Linked DNA regions of Anas platyrhynchos: region 2 is linked to region 1. A link is a contact called in public Hi-C data. All regions are on one chromosome and are shown on one strand. Each heading gives the region's core, a stretch centred on a gene start, on an enhancer-like site or on the middle of the called end of the contact. The rest is flanking DNA. Distances are from core to core; before and after follow the strand shown.

What was found. Hi-C and Micro-C count contacts between places; a contact is called where the count stands out from the background.
Region 2: a contact with region 1 is called in a Hi-C map of subcutaneous adipose tissue, with 3 times the contacts expected there. The contact joins the enhancer-like site here to the promoter of RNF17 in region 1. A contact is called at or near these places in 2 of 8 Hi-C or Micro-C datasets (F1 follicle and subcutaneous adipose tissue).

Annotation. Positions count from the first base shown.
Region 1 is chr1:189,112,150-189,119,796 of IASCAAS_PekinDuck_T2T, forward strand. It overlaps RNF17 (ring finger protein 17), which reads right to left and starts at 3,016. Exons shown (of 36, transcript XM_072032712.1): 1 at 2,860-3,016; 2 at 2,520-2,602; 3 at 1,737-1,821; 4 at 1,169-1,281; 5 at 119-174. The coding sequence starts at 2,591.
Region 2 is chr1:189,348,723-189,356,369 of IASCAAS_PekinDuck_T2T, forward strand. It overlaps FDX1 (ferredoxin 1), which reads right to left. Exons shown (of 4, transcript XM_027468626.3): 4 at 1,898-4,391. The coding sequence ends at 4,277. Among named protein-coding and RNA genes, the nearest start is that of FDX1, 14 kb to the right of the region's middle. Within about 2 kb of position 4,504, at least 2 of the 8 cell types and tissues checked have an H3K27ac peak or open chromatin away from gene starts, as enhancers often do. A contact at or near this core is called in subcutaneous adipose tissue, where this site is marked.

The DNA of each region.
Region 1 (7,647 bases), core at 1,766-4,265:
TTTGTTACATTAAAAAACAGAAGCAAAAAAATCAGCTGGAGAAATATTTCTGGAATTTCTTACTCAGTCAATTCCCACCCCAGTGTGGCATCTAACCACATTAAAAAGTTAGGCTTACCTTCCTAGATCTTCTGAGCTGCTACCACTCAATCCAAGTTTAACATCCAATTTGGGCTGAATTCAGAGGGAAGAGTAAAACAAATTCAAATACAGGGTAAAATCAAATTCCCACTGTAAACAGCCTACAAACCCCTTCTCACCTTCAGCAAACCACCCCTCACCCCACATATTCCAATAAGGCCAAGCTTCAAAACGAGCACTGTTGATCGAGCAACCTATTGTGCAACAAAACAGATTCCAAGCTGAAGTTTGTAGTCAATATATCCTTGCAGTAGTGTTTCTAGTAAATGGAATGGCAATTTCCTGTTTGCTCTTAGTACTTTTCCCCACTGTTACGCCAAACTAGTAAGTGCTTCCAGTATACTGCAACAGTGAACTTGATTTATTTTTCAGTAATTTTACTGAAATAACTTCAGTAGAGTTTAATGACTTGGTTTAATTACCTTGAATATTTGTGTTTTGCAATAGCAGCTGAATTTGAGTTTCACAATGGAAGCACCAGAATGGCCACACCCTACCTTTTAGATTACATTAAAAATACCTTGAAAAAAAAATGCAGTTTGTCCAAAATGGCATTAGGATGTTGTAACACAAAGTATTCACAAGCAGAGCAGTTTTCTTACGTTGAAAGAGAGAAACATTCATAAGGCACACGGTACTGTTCAAACAGAAATTGTCTTTTAGAGAAATCTTCTCTTCACTTGGGAACTGACAGGGAGAGTTTTTTAAATACACATTTATACCAATTCTTTTTTGCACATTTATGTGCAGATGAGAAGCTAGAATGGAGTCAGCAACAAAGGACAATAATTGTAAAACAAGTTTTTCTAAAACCAGACTTTGGACAACGGGTGAGCACTTCACAGGGATATTGCACTGCTGGAAATGCTAGCAAAGACTTGCTGGCAGAGCACAAGTCTACGAAGGGCACACACTTCTCTGACTGGAGCCAGGCTTCAGCCACTTTCCATAGAAGCCTAGAGAATTCTGTAATACCATTTTGGAGCACTGCAGTAATTTCAGAACAGAAAGATTTACATCAACCTACCTCTGTAGAAAAGGAACCAGAAAAATCAGTCTCTTCATCCCCATCACTGATCTCTACAACAGCAAGCACAGGTAACATTTGACTGTGAGTGTTTAAGCTGGAAGGCATCTTAACTGGTGACACAAAAATGAATACATGATCACTACAATAGTTTTCTACAAATACATTACATCAACAGTAAGCCCAGATATGTAGATATGAAAGTTTAGATAGAATTACAGAAATTTACCTACCTTTAATGATTTAGGGCATTATCTGCATGATATGTATGTTATACTGCTGCTACATGAGGGACAAGAAAACCACATGGAAAAAAAGGCAAAAAGGCAAAGAAAACACATTGAAAATGCGTAGCCATATTGCAGGAAAAGACAAATTTCATGAAGCCTCCATAGATACTAGATACTCAAGATTTTACAAACAACAAAGCAAAAAAAAGAAAAAAAATCAAATCTGGCAGCTTGTTTATTATCTTTGTGAGACCACCTGAAACTTGAGAAATCTGGAACAGTGAATATTGCACAACACAGAATTGCTGGCAATAGAAGTCAAGAACCAAAAATCTCACCTTTCACACTTGTATCATTTAATATACAACACAAGTCACTTCTGTGACTTTCTTCTGTTAAGTCCTCTTCCAGTATCTTAAGGCACTGCCTTCAGAAATAAAAGCAGAGGTTTAAAATCTTTAGAGACATAAACCAAACATGAATTCTAACTCCCAGCTCTTAGAACTAAGCTCACTCGCTTTTTACCAGATGACATTATGCAGAAAAAAAGATTCAGTTAATGAGACATAGAGCACTTGCACAGAACAATTATCCTCTTCTAACTCAAGGCAGATCATTACCTCCAACGATACTGAGTTTACTGCCCATGAAGGTGATACTGAAATTTTTAAGCGACCAGAACCAGTTTTCAGAGTCACTAGAACCACCGCTAACTGGCTATGTAACAATTTAAATCAATTTGTTTTATGTAGTTATTTAACCAACAGCATATTGAATGTATCAATGCCTTATTTACTTGTAAAATACCTAGATCAATAGAAGATATTGGTAACCTAATAAGCCAGTATTTGAAAACATCCCAAGAATCATTTAAAATGTCATTCCTTGAAACCTTTACCAAAATCTAAAATACTAAGAACTCTGAAACTCTAAATTCAACCTTTCCTTTCCCAAATTTTAAAACTTTATGCATGCCATTACTGTACATCTTCATACATAAAAACTCATCTGCAACAACACACGATTCAAACATTACTTCTATGCTTCTTCAGTGCTACTTCCTAAAAATTAGAGGCAGAACAGAAAGAACATGAAATCACTAGAGTAGTCTTAATGTTTACATGCCTTATAGCTTCCAATTTTCTTCTTGTAAGCTCCTCACCGCTGCCATCCATCGAGTCCTTTCTACTCATCGTGTACCTGACTTTAGAAGGAAAAAAGAAGAGAGAGACTTACTTCAACGTGCACATTACCTCACTTAACCAAATATAGATTACATCCCTTTGTAAGGATTGAAAGGAAAATAAGGAGACATGGAATTATCGTGAGGTGTGTTTGCCTCAGAAATCTTTTAAGATTAACAGAAGGCTGGTCCACCTGCCTCATGCTGCCCAGATACCCCACTAGACACACCCCAACCCTTACCAGTACGGGTTTCACAACCCTTTCCTGATGGTTTACCTGCAGGCACAGCCCCAACACGGCCGCCTTTCCTGCGAGCCCCCACCGCTTTATAACGGGACCGCACCGAGACCGCCAGACAACAACCTCCGCCACCTCACAGCTCCGACGCAACACCACCACACACTGCCCTTCCCGCGCCAAGATAGCGGCCCTCTCCGCCAATCAGCGAGCGTCTCGTCAGCCCGCCTGCCCCTTTCAGCCAATCACAGAGAGGCGGGGGGGGAGGGCGGTGCTCGCTGCGGCCCGGGCGGGCGGGCTCCGCCGCCATGTTCTTGCCTTGAGGCGAGGCAAGGCGGGGCTGTTGCGAAATGGCGTCCCAAGGGCTCGGCTGGTGACCGATTTTGAAAATGGCTTCTCCTTTTCTAGAAGCTTCGGGGTTACTTTATTCCAGATTTCTGTTTAATTCACCTATAGTAAAGTATAGTTAAACACACTGATATTCTCTCACAACTTTTAGACACTTTAAGTGCCAAATCATGAACTAAGCCAGCTGTCAAAGAAGCAGGTGTCCTAACAAGCTTTAGGTTATTCGAATCTTTGCACTGTTGGCACAGTAAATCTAGGTTCTACCGCAAGACCTTAACAGTGCTAAAAAAAAGTGTTTGTTAGGTTGGGGTTTTGACTCAAAAAGGCAAAATTCAAAAAGTGATGTGAAATTTGCTTAGTCTTTATTCACAATACAGACTAGTTCAATGGAAAAAAACAAATGAACATGAAGAAAGAATCAGTAAAGTTCAAAATTACCCAATTCTATGGTGCTAGCTCCTCAACTACTTTTAGTAAATTAATTAATTGAATACTCATACTTGAGTATGCTTTGCAGCATGACTTGGTTGAGAAGAACAGAAATTTCTACAAGTTATCCTTAAGTTGATTCAGCGCTTTCCCTCAGAAGCCCTCTTTGTTAACCAGGACCTGATTAAACTCAACGTTGTATGAAATTCTCATAGAGACTTGTAAAATTTTATAGCAGTGCCTCGTGTCCAGTCTGCATCTCTTTGCTGTGGTTTGGCCTACAGAAAATTTGTTTCTTGTAGATTTAGTAAGGCTGAAGGCTTCTAGGAGGTTGGGAGGGATATTTGTGTAAAGATCTTCAAGTCTAGGTCCTCCAAGTAGTGACTGATCCAGCAGTCTATAGTAAATTTGAACTGCAGACAGTGCATCAGTGAGGCTAACATTTATCACCTGCTACAAAGACACCAAAACCAGTTTATATTTCAATTTTGAATAAAGATTCCCAAATACATTCCCTTTCCAGACAGCTCCAGCAACATCACAAACTGCTGCCTTGACCCTGGGGTTTTCCGTGTGCTCCACCAGATCTGCTGGCCAGGGAACCTTGCATTAACCAGTCCCGCATCTCTTAACTCGCAGATGGCATCTTCTACACTTAGACTCGAAAAGTGGACTCTTAATAATTTCAACCCTGATTAGGTAGCCACCACCTTTTCATCAAGATTTTTCTACACTTGGTAAATAGCAAAGTGCATAAAAAATAAAGACGCATCACTGCAAGAACAAACTCACACGTATTACATCAAAAAGGCTGTGAGGCAGAAATGGGCCCTTAGATATTGTCAGATTTGTCAAGAAAAATACGATGCTGCTCACTGAAGAGGGCATTTGCCCAGTGAGGATACTCCCCAGGGAGGTAGATGACACCATTGAACAAATTAGGTTCAAACTTTCTTTAATACAAAAAGACCCACCCCTGCTGATTGTGCAGTCCCGGTTGCCATTTACCATCCTTATTGGGATGGTATTTTGAAACTCGATTACAACCAGCACTGAGAGGAGTCCATTGCAAAATTGCCCCACAACCTACATGACAGACTTTAACGAAGCATCCAGTCTCTATTAGGTGAACTCTAGTGGGTTGACATGTTTAATGGAAGTTACCAGGACTGAATAACAAATGTGACAGCTACCGATGGATTTCCACAGCTAGTACAGTGACTGCCATACCACAGCTGAATCAGTGGCAATGCTACAGACCTTGCAGATGTACCTCACCTAAAATACTCATCCCCAGCTTGTTCTCTGTGAGACTGCAAATCAGTATGTACAAGGCTGAAGTTGCACGTGTAATACAAATTCCTGTTACCAGTGTTTTTCAGAGTCAATCTCCAAAGTAGTTCTACAAAATATCAAAAGACAAGGATGAGAACTGAAATTCATATTTCTCCTTGACATCAAAATTCATAGACTCAATTTAGATACTGGTTCCATGGCATTTCATCATTTTTGCATCTTCAGTTAATTCATGTTTGACAGATGACAATTAACTCTCTCGTTTTCCGACCCACAGGAGCTAATCCCCCTCCTCCTGCACTGTAAATACCAGTTGTCTTTTCCCCTTTGATTGTCCAACCAATTATCTCAATGAAGTAAAAATCTTAGGAGTTTTCTCAGCTTCAGTTTAGCTTTGAAAATTGCTTCCTGTGTTTCAAAGGTGACAAAAGACTTGTGCACACAAGGTTTTGTTTTTATGTTCCATAATCTAAGCTAATTCCTGCTTAAAAAAAATCCTCTATTAATGCTACCTAAGAACATTGTGAATAATGACTGAAGTGTAAAATGTAGGGTAGGTGATGACAGACTTGTTTTGAATGTAGCTGAGAAAAGGAAACTATAGGAAAGATTATCTGAGTTAAAGGTCTAAATGAAATTTTAAACCAGCAGTGTCTAAGATTGTCTAGAAAGTAGCCTAACTGTCTCTGATGAGAAGCCTAATTAGTCCTAATTAGCTCTTTGGCGGGATGATAGTGCATCCTTGCTTTTATTTTTAGTTGCATTTAACAAATGAATGAACAATAGCAACAAATGCTCATGATAGTTAAGATTTTTCTGCTAATTAGTTTTAGTATATTTTTACTATTTTCTGCTGCTAGCTAAAATTCATAACATATAGCCATGCATACTATTCTCTACACCTCCCCCCACAAATTACAAGGAATTATAAAATATATACATACATGTTATTCTATCTATCATGCGTGTATTGTTTGTATCTTTGTCAAAATATACATACAGTGACCAAAAGCTGCACCCCTTCAGTTTTAGGTTCATACCACTCTGAGAATCTGATCACAAGAATGGCGATTTGGTTTAATATTTCAGAAAAGACCACAGTAAACATACAGAAAAGAATGGAGATTTTCTGTCTGTGCCACCAGCTATTGAGAGAACATTACCATGGTTTCTGGATTTTACAAGATAATATTTAAAATTCATTGCAAAACGTCAGTGCTTCTATTTGGGAACCACGAGATGGCAGCATGGATCAACCATGGGTGTGCTCACCGGTCCTGATGCCTTCATTTGTGTGATCTCGGCCGCTTCTGTAGCTTTGTCTATAGCAGAAAGGACACTGTATTGCAAAGACAACACTGAATAGACTGTCTTCGGTGTGAACAGCATAGTTATATTTTAAAATCATCGTCAAATATGGGTTGAAAATGCATATATATTCTGTAGATCAGCTTCCCAGCCAGGAACACGTAGCAGTTTTTATTTCTTCAAATGCATCCTTTTTTTCTCTTCCTCTACATCTTTCCCTTTCTCCAGAAGAGTTTCTGCTTTCAAAATTTAACCATTAAATGCACTAAAAATGGACTCTTTAGACTCCTCTTTTTTTTTTTTTTTTTTTTTTTTTTTTTTTCATTCTGCAAATATGTGTCTGAATTAATTGGTATGTGTAATCATTGGATTTTTTTCTGTAGTACATCCATGTGATTACATGGTAAGTAGAAAAACAGTTTTCCCCTAAATGTTATGGGAGGGGCTGCACTTGTGTTAAAAGAAGAAAGGGGACCCTCTATCTTACACTAGAAAGGGTCAAAAGCAGTGTTTGTAGGTAGTAGATGTGCAGGTTTATTGGAAGTAGAATTTCGTCAATGATTTCATAGGATTAACAATTGAATTGTCCAGTTTCTAAGGTTTACACAAGCTAGACAAATAATCTTAAAACACTGTGGTCTAACAGGAAGACACTGGTACATGAGGGAGTGCACTGTACTTGCTCTCAGCTCCTCACCCACAGTTTCTGGCTCATAATATTTTTCTGAAGTATCCCAGGTTTAGGTTATTTATACTATAAAAGCAATCAGGCTTTTCAAGAGCATCAGGCATTTTGTTAGCCAGTATGTACATATTAGTGATTTTTAAACTGACCCAATTTGCATAATTTCTGCTGTAACGCTATGGTTAGTATTTTCTTCTCTGAATCTTCTCCTATCATTATAAGTAGTTAATTTTCTACGACAGTATGAGCTGGCTACTGTCATTCTAGTAAAAGTTTATGTTTACTCATCTTCAGCTAATGTGTTGATCTCATCACTGTGCCTAAAATGACTTTTTATGACTGGTTAAGGTTGATTGAAACCTATGCTGTTTCTGAAAAGGCGTTCCTGGCCTTTTTCTGGTCCCAGGTGTGTGTTTACTCTTCCCCTGTGTTACCACTAGTGCTTCTGGCCATGAAGTGAGTTGGATCCATTCCACTTCATGCACACATCCTTGCATTTAACCATGCAGTCAGTGGCTGTTCTTACATGGGCATTTCCTCATAGTAGCTGTTACTCATTGCTTACATTCAGAAGCTACTATTTATCTGATTCTCTACTCATGAATTCAGTTGCAGAGTGTGGCATCAGTACTGAAGTGAGGCTGCTTTCATTACATTTTTTTGTTGTTCTTTCTTACAACTTGTAAGAAATTTGCCAAATCTGTCTTCAGATATATTCATAGTTAAAATATTACATGAAAATTCATAGGTATCAAAGATCT
Region 2 (7,647 bases), core at 3,254-5,753, 240 kb after region 1:
CCCCGCCTGTCAGAGCTTTCTAGGAAGGCAACGTCCTTCTCCCAGGTGGTCACCAGCAAACCCCACAAGCACTCACCCAACCAAGAGCAAGCCCTAGCCTGCTGTGAAGCTGTGGGGAGCTGGGGGTCAGCCTCTTCTTGCAGGTAACCAGTGATAGGACCAGAGGGAATGGCCTCAAGTTGCACCAGGGGAGGTTCAGGTTGGCAATGAGGAGACATTTCTGCTCAGAAAGAGCAGTCAGGCACTGGGACGGGTTGCCCAGGGAGGTGGTGGAGTCACTGTCCCTGGGGGTGTTCAAGGAGAGGTTGGATGTGGTGCTTGGGGACATGGGTTAGTGGGTGACAGTGGTGGTAGGGGATGGTTGGAGCAGATGATCCTGGAGGGCTTTTCCAACCTCAGTGATTCAATGAAGACTCATCCTCATGACCACAGGCACGATAACCTCAGCAGAAACACCCCATACACATCTATGGCAGCTACAGGCATCTGAGCTGGCACCACCACAACCAGCACGCACCCAAAAGCTGCAGCTGTGCTGGGCTGAGGTCGAGCTCCTAGAGCCATGGAAGGCATCCCTGTGATGCTTCTCTGCACGCGAGGCCACTGCTTTAGGTAAAGCATGCCCCAGCTGCAAATGCTAGATAAGGGCTGGCCAGAAATCACTTCTAACAAGACCTTTAGATTTGGGGCTGGTCCACATCAAAAAAACACATTTAACTTCATATTAAAAGGTAGTGGTATCCAGTAGGCTAGAAAATTAACCTCAAAAGTTCTTTTTACTGCCTGTTTCTTACATACAGCGTGCACTTCTTGTCGCTCTGCAGGCAGCACGGGGGAGAGGAGAGCCGAGGCTTTCCCGGCTGCAGCAGCACGCGGATGCAGGGCCACCCACAGAGACAACAGCCCCGCTCCTCGTCTCTGCACGACGCAGGAAATCCCCGTCCCCCCTTCCTATCTTTTCGGATCATTTGAGGAGAAATTGTTATGAGTCATCTACAGCAGCTGCAGCTTCTTCCTAATGTTTTCTGCTGTTTGGTGCCTTCGTGACTCAGCTCGAGTTTCTCTTCTTCCCCCTCCTCCCTTGAAGATGTGTTTCTCCTTTTTTCCTCCCCAGGGCTGAGGATTTCGTGGTCTATTTTCATACACGGCCCTGTCCTTTCCATGGGCAAACCCAGCTCGGGCTGTAGGGCTTATACCAGTGTATGGGGGCAGCACTGCCCCTTTCACCGCTGCCTTTTTGGACCAGATCTTTTCAACTTGCCTCCAACGTGGAGGTGAAATAAATCTCGATGTAGCTGCCTTAAATTTTTGGGAGCCCTGTAGCCAAATTGGTGAGCTTATGAGTTAGGAGTTTTTCTTACTGAGAAGAGTAACAAACTTACCTGCAGGACTGGCTTTCTCCCCTGGTGGTGACAGCCTGCAGTCCACAGGACAGCAACTTCACCTGGCAGGACGCTGAGCAGGGGTGTGATAGTGGGAGGCCTTCTAGTGCGAGACACCAAGCAGAAGCTGCAGGCAGTTTCCCCACGGCTAGTGGCACCACAATCTGTTTCTACCCCAGACCACAGGCACGTGCTGAAGCACATAAGGAAGCTTAGAAACAGAGGGAACGAAGTCAATTCTGATTTTCTCCTCATTTTTGAGTGGACTAGAGACAGGAGAGACCCACTGAGTCAATGTTTCAACACAAAGCGGGTGTGTTTAGCAAGCCAGTTACCTGTCATCCTTACTTGGGCAAGGAAATAAGCAGTAAACATACTTAGCTAGCTTTGATGTTTTAATTGTGTCATTGAGCAGTAATCTGCATCTGTACGTGAATGTGCACCACTGTGAAGTTCCATTTTACACCCAGAAATGCATTCAAAGGGACAAAAAAAATCCACACAAACAAGATGTGTCAAAGTAGTATAAAATAAGATTTATTTGCAAATCATTTTGACAATAAGGAAACAAGTACATCCTGGATGTGCATCTTGGGGATTACGTGACGGCTCTTTTGCCTTCTGAGATTTCCATTTAGATGCACCATGGGACACCTCTAGAATTCAGAATGAGCTTTGAAGTGTCTTTTTTTTTTTTTTTTGCCTTGCTGTACTACATAATTCCTTCCACAGGCACACTATGGGAGACTCACCAAGTCTTTTAACAAGAAGCTATCACACGGAACACGCAATGGAACCGCCTCGGTTTACAAGGAAAGCTTGCATGATGGCTGTTTCACATTTGTTTAACACAGCATTAAGCACTGCAGGATTCCCACAAGGAGAAGTGCTGTGTGCTGTAAGTTTAAAAACAAACCAAAACAACAAAAAAGCCACACAACCGAATATGCCTCATCCCAAATGCCACTGCTACAGTGAAACCTCACATTTCTTTTCTTTCCTGTGTAAGGACGTACAGTACATCTGGTTATGACCTGAGTTCTCTCTTGGAAGCTAAGGATCTGTGTCTCATGTAAAAAAAATAAATCAATTCATTATTTAGTAAGAACTGCTATATGTGAATGAACTCAGGATAAAGGCAACACAAACTGGAAGGCAATTTATGGTGGGAGGGGTAACTTCTGAGCTATGGTTACTCACAGCAGTTACAAAGGAAGCAGCAGTATCTTCAGAACACTTCTTCCATTTATTTCCACCTTTCTACCCAACCTCGTTCTCTTCATCTTTCAAAAAGTGAGGAAATTTAAACCCTGAAGTCACATTTTTAATGTGATGAGATACCAAGTGAGTTCTGAAACCCCTAATTATTAAGTTCTCTGAGCAGAGCACATTCAGCATACCTTGCTTTAGGGGAAGGCCCCAAGCGACCACCACGAAACAAAGAAATACCTACTCAGAGAGGAAATCGAGGATTCCAAGCTACATCTATTATTTTTAATACAGTTCTAGAAAATACTTTATTTTTGTAAGAGGGACTATTTTTTGCTTTATGAAGCTCAAAATAATCCCAATGTTCAACACTGGATAGTATTTTACCCCTCTCCCATAAATATAATAATGAAAGAAAAGATGTCATAGGTGTCATTGTCACCAGTTCAGTTAAAGCACTGATGAATACATTAGATCATTCAAATGTAAATAAACATGATCTAGACATAAGATTATGCCCCAAATCATAACAGTAACAACTACAATCTTCTATGATCTTCTATTGTATCAGCAACAGACATTTCATTTAATTATTTTGGCCAAAAAAAAGAAGAAACTAGTAGAGTCTTAGAGACATTGTTTCATTTTGCCCTCCTTCAGAATGACTAAACCCAGTCCCAACTGAAGGCTCTCGATCATCACTCCACACGATATCCCACCACGGGGATCTCCTTACCACTTCTGGGAAACCGAGTGCATATTTATGGAAAAAATGTACCTAGTCATTTCACATCAATCGTTGAAATGATTTGAGATCAAGGCACAGAATGCAGGACTCTCTTCACACTGAATGCCTTAGCTAACATCAGGCTGCCTCCTGAACAAGCTCAAAACGGGAAAAGCAAGAGACAATGATTCAAAACAAACATTACGTTGACAAACCCTGCTTTCTTCAGCCCCAACTCAGCCATCCAAGCTTCAGAGAATGGCAAGAATTTGCATTCACCTCCTCTGGCTGTGCTCTCCTGGTCAGACAGCTCCAAGCCCTTACTCTAAGCCACATGGATCTCCACATCTGTGGCGTACCGCAATAATTAATCGGCAGGTGCCCACATTCTTTTACTGGCCCCTAGATTTTGTGATTTTAACAGTATTTCTGTGAGACAGAATTTGTCACGTCTCCAATGAGTTCCTAAAGTTTGTAAAATCCCTACCCTGAAAATCCACTATTTGCTAAGGAAGTATCATCATTAGTGAGAAAGTGAATCAGTTAGTTCTGAGCACACCACCTTTAATGGCATCACTTAAACAGACCCCATGCAGTCTTACAAATTGTGCTCTTTAACAGATCTAGGTCTGAAACCCAGCAATGCCCAGGGGTTTTAGAGGTCTCACAGAGGTGATTCAGTTTTCAAACACCATTAAAGGTTTTGGCAGATTAATACTCTATGAAATCTGTAATACACTTGCTAACATTTATAGTCCAATGATCAGTTAGAAGTATTATTGCATCTTATGCGTAAAAATATAGGAGGTTCTATACAGAAAATTAAAATAGCATTAATCTAGTATTGATAGTCATATAAAATAACTCACAATTATGTAAGTTTCCATATTTAATTATACATTTAAAAATAAGTTATAAAAATAATTAAGCTTCTTTAAAACTCCTACGGTATCTTCTTTTAGGAGTTTTTACTCATATCTACTGATTGTCTAGCATCAGCAACAGCTTCTGGTACTCGAACAGTCATATCCTCCATTGATTTCTTCAAGCAGATCTGGCAGCCTAGACGTGATCTGTAAGGAAATAACATTGCCTTGAGCTCCAGCCAGTCACACATCTCTCAGTACTTACAGCCAGCCCTGCTTCCCGGACCTTTGGCCATCCCAAACACTTTGTGATCCAGAAACAGTCCCCTCGTGCACGGTCTTAATCAAGACCAGTAGTAAACTGCTTGCATCAATGCAAAGATATGTGGCATTAGTCACGGTCACTGATTTACACTCTTAGGTTGCAGGCTTCAGCACGTTGGAAGGGGAACACCAAGTGCTTCACACTTGCTGAGGCAACACAGTGATGGTGACCCTTCCTTTTACAGTGGTTCACAGTCAAGGGTAGGGACAGACACTTGATCTCCCAAGAGCATTCAGCCTCTCTGAAGAGACAAAGCAATTAACCTGAAAGACAACCTCAGTAAAAGCACAGCCTAACCCACCCAGGGTCGAAGACAGCCCGAGAAAACTGAACATGCATCTGAACAATGCACCTGACAGCTTAGGTTAGTTGAATTTTTACAGCTTGTCAAAAAAGCTACATACAACCTGACTGAGAAGAAATTAGGAACTTCTTTCCATTCCCATCCCTCCTGTCTTTCTACAAGTTCAAGTCCAAGTCTGACTTCCCCCTCCAACTTCTACCTGGAGTTCTAGACTTTTTTTTCCTAATTATTTACAAGAAAATTCCCATTTACCTTCTCTTAACACAGCTGCTGCCTAAGCATGTATCTGAGAAGCATCTTCCTACCACTAACATTGTTTAAAAAAAAAAAAAAAAAAAAGCTCTGTGATAAGGTAATGGAGAGTACACATGAACCACATGGGACATATTAACTACCTTATTCCATGTCCATACGATAGCTACAGGGTCTTTAAGAAGTCTAAAATTTGATCTCTTTAGAACTCACTCCTTGCAGGCTTAGCACAGTGTTTGCCAGAAATTACATATATTAAAGAAGCCTGCCAACTTTTTACCAGTTCGTAAACAAAGAAGCAAACTACAGCTGAGGGTAATTGGATCAGGTTTTTAACATGACTGAGTGGATGATAACACACTGCGGAAACAGGAATATATCCTGACAAGCATGTTTATCATCCTACAAATTCACCAACCCAATCAAAACATTATGTTCACAGAAAGAAGTGAATTCATGCAGCTTGCATGTTGTAAGACAGATATAATGAACTTGAAAAATATATTTAATCTCAGTAATCACTACATTATCACACAATGAATCCTCTCTTCCAGTTTTGCTTCTTTAGTCCAGCAATATGCAGTGTCTTTCTTTGCTGTTTTAACACTGGAGTCTAAGACTTACTCCCAGCTTTTTAAATGAACTCAGCCAATTTAACACATACGTGTTCATTTTTAGGAATACCTAGGTGTTAGCAAGGATGTACAATATTCCATGTCACCAGCCGAATAATAATTTAATCAGCATAGGAATGTAGGCAGAGAGATCATAAGAAAGATACCACATTAATATGTGCACAGAACTCTTTCAAGCATGTAGAGAGCAGCTGTTAAAGATGCTGGTTGAGTGCTACACCTGAAAGCAGTGTAAGTGACTGTATGCATCAGCTTCAAGGTACTGCAATACATGCATAAATATATATTTTGGCAGAAGACTTCAACTTGTGAATATGCAAGCATAAAAGTATCTTTAAAAATCAATCCGCTAGAGAGATGCAGTTTACGATACCTGTTTGCAAGGCTTAAATTGGCTGAAATTTCTGTTTTTCAGTTAGAACCAATGCTAACTGCATATGTACACTGTAGTGTTGACAACAGAATTAACTTAATTTGAAACAACACTTTTTTGAGCCTGCTACATGATAATATGAAGCATTAGGTAGAGCTAAATAACACTGTGAGAAACAAACTACCTTCATCCACAGCATTCACAATTTTATAGACCTTTAACCAGATTCCCCCCTTCCCTGACAGCCTAAGAAGTTTGGACCATGCCACCTCCAAAAAAAAAAAAAAAAAGAAAAAAGAATGATTTAGTTAATTCCTGCTTGAAAGCCATTCACCTTTAACCATTTCAACAGGCCTTCCCTTTTCTTCTTCTCATTCTATTTTCTTTAAAGAGGCAGGAAGTCAGAGTTGTACAAATATGAAGATACAATTAATCCCTATTTTGTCATATAACAGTATTTTCTGTTTTTCTACCTGGTCCTACCTCACATTGCTGATGTTCCATTTACTTAAAAAACAAACAAACAAAAAACAAAAAAAAACACACTTTAAACTGACATTCCTGGAAAGGCTTAGCTAGCTGCCATCCCATTTCAAGTAAGCAAAGTTACCACTGTTCCACCTGCCTCTCCATATGCATTAATCTGTATCTGTTACCACCAAATTTTGTTTCCCATCACTCAACCACGTAAGATCCTTCTAGGTGCTGTCACAGCCAGTTTCTGACTTTGCTGCAGTCACACAATACTGTACACAAGCTTTGTCATCTTACTCTTCATCTCTTCTCTCGAGTCGTTCACAAACATAATCACTACATAAAATCTAGCACAGATCTTCCAGAAGTGTCCTGAAAAGAAAGCTTCCAGTGCACAGACATCCTTGTAACATCTCCAGGAAAAAAAAGCAATGGAAAAAAAGAAGAAAGAAAACACCTTTGCTTTTACATATCTATTTATAAGTGCACCTTTTTACATCACCAATTAGCTCTTCATGAAGACAAGCTTCCTTCTTCTGCTAGGCTGAAATAGCTTGTTAAAAAGTAGAAAAATATTCTTGTTTCTAATCTTTTTCCTTCAGCATTCTTTCTAAACATTTAATTTGCCAGGGCTTACTTTCCCCCCTCCCCTCTCATTTTATTACTTTCAGGAACCTCCATTATATTACAGTTATTCAAAACAATTTTGTTTTAGCTTTTCCAATCATTCCCTCATTTTATGAGGCATTAACTTTCACAGCAGCTGCTAGTTGAAACCTTTCCAATTCCAGAGAGTCACTGACAAGAAAAAAAACTTTTATCCTCAGACTTATGACAGCGCATGGCAGCACATCTCCATTACAAAGCTTTGTATCAGCACGAGACCAGGCAAGCTATGGCAGACATGAGAATCACTAAAAGCACACTCTTCCAGGAAAGTCTTCCTCTCACACACATGAAAGATCCCTGGCCATAGGAAGAACACATGATGTTAGGAGAACCTGACACAAGTAGCACGTGCCTTCAGAGGGTCTAAAACTTAATTTAGTCTGAAGGAATTTGAGAGAAAATAGTGTTTAAACAGAGAGCTCTGGCTTTCT